Regions from separate parts of the Mus musculus genome. Here region 2 is linked to region 1. The links are chromatin contacts, called in public promoter capture Hi-C maps. All regions are on one chromosome and are shown on one strand. Each heading gives the region's core, a stretch centred on a gene start, on an enhancer-like site or on the middle of the called end of the contact. The rest is flanking DNA. Distances are from core to core; before and after follow the strand shown.

What was found. Promoter capture Hi-C pulls out the DNA fragments that hold promoters and counts their contacts.
Region 2: a promoter capture Hi-C map of cranial neural crest shows a contact between it and region 1. The contact joins the promoter of Neil1 here to the promoter of AY074887 in region 1. A contact is called at or near these places in 2 of 39 promoter capture datasets (cranial neural crest and erythroid cells).

What each region holds. Positions count from the first base shown.
Region 1 is chr9:54,949,574-54,952,273 of GRCm38.p6, reverse strand. AY074887 (cDNA sequence AY074887) reads left to right here and starts at 1,320. Exons shown (of 1, transcript NM_145229.2): 1 at 1,320-2,030. The coding sequence starts at 1,435. The coding sequence ends at 1,833. Hykk (hydroxylysine kinase 1) reads right to left here. Exons shown (of 5, transcript NM_177351.4): 5 at 2,350-2,700. Psma4 (proteasome subunit alpha 4) reads right to left here and starts at 1,415. Exons shown (of 9, transcript NM_011966.3): 1 at 1,371-1,415; 2 at 166-192. The coding sequence starts at 168.
Region 2 is chr9:57,146,945-57,149,644 of GRCm38.p6, reverse strand. It overlaps Neil1 (nei endonuclease VIII-like 1 (E. coli)), which reads left to right and starts at 1,340. Exons shown (of 10, transcript NM_028347.3): 1 at 1,340-1,561; 2 at 2,588-2,700. The coding sequence starts at 2,611.

The DNA.
Region 1 (2,700 bases), core at 71-2,570:
GGATACAATGACACCCTGGTGCTGAGTTCAGTGGAAAGAAGACGGAAGACCCCATTCAACTCCCTCTACCCCTTTGGTTTCATTTTCTTCCATGTCAGGCTGTGAGCTTCAAACAAGCCATAATGTTCCCAGGCAAAAGTTAAAGGAAACGTGTCATGAACTCACCATGGTTTCTGAACTTTATGTTGATTCCTGTGAAAAGAAAACAGGATCATTAATAACAAAACCCCCACAATTTTAAGAAGTGTCTTCCACTGTTAATACCACTTGATCCACACCATCACTCAGCTAACATGAACTGCACCACCACTGGGACCTATACAGATGCTGGGCCACCACAATAAAGGTAAACCATGGTGTCCTGAAAAGCTCAGAATCTAGCAGCCAGGTATGACAGACAAAGATTATAAAGCAACATGGAAGAGACATTCAGGGTGGGGAGGGAAAGCAGAATCGACAGCAAGTAAGATTTTAGGAAACCAATACAGATAATGAGAGTAAATTAGAGGTGGGAGAGGCAAAGGTAAGTTGAAAAGCCTCAAGTCAAAGAAAAAGAATTGTGAAGGGGTGAAGGAAGGGCATTCCAAGTAGAGCAGGCTGAGAAAGGTTAACAAAGTGGATAATTCACATGGTCCTAAATTTGGGGGTGTAGGGGTTAGGTGGTAAACCTGGTCCTTATTTCCGTTTCTTCGAAAGACAGCAATGGAAACTCTGCCTTAGTAGAAAAATGGCAGTTCAATTCCTATGTTGCCAAATGGGATATAAGGAAGGCATCGTGGCTGGAAAGCTAAGCAGACATTTGAAGGGTCTGCGCGCCCAGATGTTAGAAAACACCTTTATCTTACTTAAGACCGCTTCACCGACGGGCTGGATTCAAGGACCACGGGAAGTGACATTTTAGAAGAGTCGTCAGGCCTAAGGAGAGTTAACCTGCCAGGAGTCGGTTCCAACATGTAGGAGAAACAGAAAGGTGGCCCTGAGCACAGCAGCCAGGAGGCCACGGCGGGTTTCGGATTCGACTGTGAACACAGCTACCTCCACGCCTGGCGCCGGCGCTACAAGACTTGGACTTTCCCCCGCAGCGCCACTTTCCCGAATTGACTCTCTGGGCCGCAGCCGCCCCCACCCCTCGCACCGGCCCGGAGGGTCTCAGAGCCCAGGCGAGCCGTCAAGGCCCCGCGGGGATACCCGACGGCGGCCGGCGGGGACCAGTCCCTGGCAGGCCGGTCACCGAGGAGGCGGGTGCAAAGTCATCGTGCCCACGGCTCCTCGGTGGCGGCCGCGGGCCTGGGCCGTGGTCTCCACGCAGATGGCCCCCGCCCGGGAGACAGACACCTCGACTCCGCGGCCCCTAAAGGACTGAGCCTCACCAGAGGAAGACGGTGAGGGTGCAGATCAGCGCCTCTTTACTCAGCTGGAGAAGAACCAACCCGGATGGCCAAGCATCCGCGGCGAATATGGCTCCCGCGCGTGCGCAGGACTGCGAGGGGGCGGGGCGGGGCGGGAGGACGCGGAAGTTCTCCCAGTGCTGGGGCGGGCTCAGTCTGCCCACGTGGACTGTGCAGAAGCACAACCTCGGCTTTGGCTGCGGTCTGTATTAGAGGAGGACTGGAGGGAGGAGGGAAGCGTCTATACCGTGGAGAGTGGAACCAGATTCCTCCTACGCTTTGCACTCCACTTTCGTTTTCTCTTCTGTACCATTCTAATGGAGGCCAGAGTAGCAACTGTATAGACAAATCAAATCGTTTACTCTTCCAGTCTTGCCCCTTAACAGTTTTTCCTTTGTTCTTCCTCTTAGCCTCATTTTCTCCTTTCTCAGATCCAACTCTTTAATTGGGATAACTTTTGTTCTAAGTTTAAGACTTCTCTTCGCCGGGCAGTGGTGGTGCACGCCTTTAATCCCTGCACTTGGGAGGCTGAGGCAGGCGGATTTCTGAGTTCGAGGCCAGCATGGTCTACAGAGTGAGTTCCAGGACAGCCAGGGGTACACAGAGAAACCCTGTCTCGGACAAAAGAAAAAAAAAAAAAAAAAAAAAAAAAAAAAAAAAAAAACGAAAAAAAGACTTCTCTTCATCCATTTCTCCTTTCCAATCTTACCTAGTTTTTGTGCCTATGTTGGGGGTTGAAGAGCTAGTGGGTTGACTATGTACAGGGCCTTTGTCTTCTGTGTAGGCAAAACGGTTGGATCTGGGTTTCTTAAAGGGGGAAGCTTAGAAATTTAGTTGCATGTAGACGGGACCTGGCCTGTACTCAGGACCTGGTTTGCCCTGTAAATTCCAAGCCAGCCAGGGATATATAGTGAGACTGTTTTAAAAATGAGAGAGAGAGAGAAAAAAAGACCAAAAGGTAAAATATCCATACAATGCAGCATATATTTAATTTCAAACAGAAATTAGCAATATTTGCAATAGGAATTTAGTGGAGAATCTCTCTTAGCAAGAACAATCAAGAGAAACTTGCAGAGTTCCATTGTATAACAGGATAAACACTGATTTGGAATGAGACCCAAGTTCCAGCCCATTTTTCTGGTCCTGATTGGCCAAGTTAAATAAAAACCTCAAATATGAGTATCCTAAGTGTTTCACATGTGAATGATCTCATGTACTGCCCCCATGTGTGTGGGTGTGGGTGTGGGTGTGTAAAAACAAGGAAGGAAAGGCAGCAGGATGGGATTTTGTAGTGATTAGGAACAGGGGTAAC
Region 2 (2,700 bases), core at 91-2,590, 2.2 Mb before region 1:
GGTACATGAATACCTCCCACACACACACACACATCATATACACAGCACAACGACAATAAAAAAGAATCCAACAGAGAGTTTGCTGTACAACAGTGTTAGCTACAGACCGCATGCTGCACTTGCTCATCTTAGGCAACTGGAACTTTATTCCTACTATCAACCTCTCCTCCCCTACCCCATCTTCAACAATCTTTCTCCTCACTCTGTGTGTCTGATTAATGTGGACTTCTCACATAAATGGAATCTCAGTGTTTGTCCTTCTGTAACTGACCTACCTACCACCTAGCATAATATCCTCAAAATCACCTATGCTGCTACCTGTGGCAGGCAGTGTATAATATTCCACTCTGCTTATATTCCACACGCTGTGTTTCTTAAGACATTTTTATCATCTCCCTCCCCACCCCATGTGTGTGCGAGCTTGCTAGTTCATGCTTGAACACGTGAGTACAGCCGCCTGATGAGACGGGAAGCCTGTGGAGGCCATTCTCATTCAAACCACGACAGTGGCCCTTTCCTATCATCCCAGTTCTTACTGAGGAGGCTGAAGAGAAGATCAGGGGAAGCTGGGAACCAGTCTGAGGCCCAGGACAATGAGGAATACATAGCAAGACCCTCTCTTTAACCGTCCTCTCCTAAAAAATATAAGAAATGAGTAAATGGGTGACTGGAGGAACAAGAGAAATAAGTGTGTAAAAGGGTGAGTCTCCGCTGTTGGTCAGCACAACGCACCTGCAGAGGCTTTCTTTCTCTTTTATACGTTTTAATAATGCTGCTTCCATCTCCCAGGGACGTTTGAGGCTTAGCCTCACCAATGTTTCTCTCCTCTTGTTCTCCCCTAGCCTACCCATCACCACTCACCCCTGCGGCAGCCACACAGGCCTTCCTCAGCTTCTGTTCCTGAACTTTGAATCGATCCCTTGTGCCTGGCAAAAGGTATCTTGCCGACACTTTTTTTTTTTTTTTTTTTGCCTGAGGTTGTGACAGTCAAACCAAGCTTTTGTGCCTAACTCCTGACTTTACCTAGTGCTGCCCCAGATATAAGCCCCTGTGGTATTGCCGGATGCACTCCCCCCTCTCGGCCCCCTAGCTCCCGCAGGCCGTGATAAAGTTGTTTATATGTTACATCTGACTGCTCATTGACACGGCCATCTTGGGTCCCCAGGGATTGTTTATCTTGCACCTGTGTATGCCTCGCATACAGCTGCTTGTGGCTCTACACAGCGCCGTTTCCGGCTGCTGGCGTCAATCCTGGCCAGGCTAACTGGTGACTTCAACTGCAGACGCAGCTGCGACTCCGGGCACCAGTTCGGAACAAGGCTCTGCTCACAGTTCTTTCGTCACCTCCGGGTTACGCGACTGCTCCAAAGCTTGCCCAACACCCGGGATTCTCATAAATAAGGAACTCCATTCCATACTGCGCCGCCTGCCTGAGAAAACTACATTTCCCAGCAGGTACCAGAGTGTCTCTAGCCTTTCCCAGCGTGCTCTGAAGTTCGGCAGACTGCTGGGATTAACCCCTTACTGGCTGCTGCCTCAGGTTGAGCAGTAACCAGAGCAGGTATTCATTCAACTTTAATGGGGGCGATTCGGGGTCTCAGTAAAGGTGAAGATCTAAAGGATCTGGGAGCCCGGGAAAGACAGAGAAACCAAAATTTTGTTGGGTGTGTGCGCTATCTCACACCTCGCAAAACTAGGACTCTGAAGGTTTTCCGCAAACCGAACCCTTTTTGGTGCCAAGCCCCCAACGCGTCTACTTTAAAACCGCCCGTCTTCCCTACCTACCTTCTCCTCAGATCTTGCTAGTAGCAAAGCGCGAGGTGAGGGATAGAGGAGGGTGGTGAGGACAAAGAACGAGAGCCCTGTCCTTCCTGGCACCCCAGGGATCCATGAGAACAGGGCTGTGCACAGATTGGAGCTTACCCTTCTCCTACTTCTGCCTCCTGTCCTGACAAGAAGGCAGCCGGGAGAAAGCCTCTCTCTTCTGCCTGGGTGACCATGGCAGGCTAGGTCAATCCCATTGGTCCAGCGCACATTTGAGTTTCTACCTCCATGGATGTAGACAGATTCAGGGCCTGATTGAGCTGTAGTGGATGAGTGACCCGAGCTTTGCCTTGGGTGCCGTGAGGTGCTAGAACAGATGCTGAGTAGCTTTGAACTTTGGGAGCTCCTAAGTTAAGATGTGGATTAGGGAGAGAGAAGGCCTCCTTCAAACTTCCTACTGTGTGTGGGATGGGAGGCAGCAGGGGCAAAGGCCAGGAGTTGGGGAGGAACAGGTTTGTAAGTGGGTAGGAGGGATTGGGGGACACAAGGTAATAGGCTCCAGCAAGAATCTGAACTGTATTCTAAAGCGAGGTGTGGAGGCCATGGAAGGAAAGCACCAGTGAGCAAGACAGCCATGTGCCTCCCAGCTTCAGCTTCCTGGTACCCAGTACCTTGGATGGGTGGCCAGGCCACCATTTCTTTGCCTATCCTATATGGCGCTATGCCTCTCTGTGTCTCTGACTTTTCCTCTGTACAAACTTGGTAATAATTCCTACTGAACAAGACATTTCTGGCACGACCTGTTGTCCTCTTCCTACTACAGGGCCCAGCCATTCCTCCTTCAGAATGCCAGAGGGCCCAGAGCTGCACCTGGCCAGCCACTTTGTGAATGAGACATGTAAGGGGCTGGTATTTGGTGGGTGTGTGGAGAAGTCC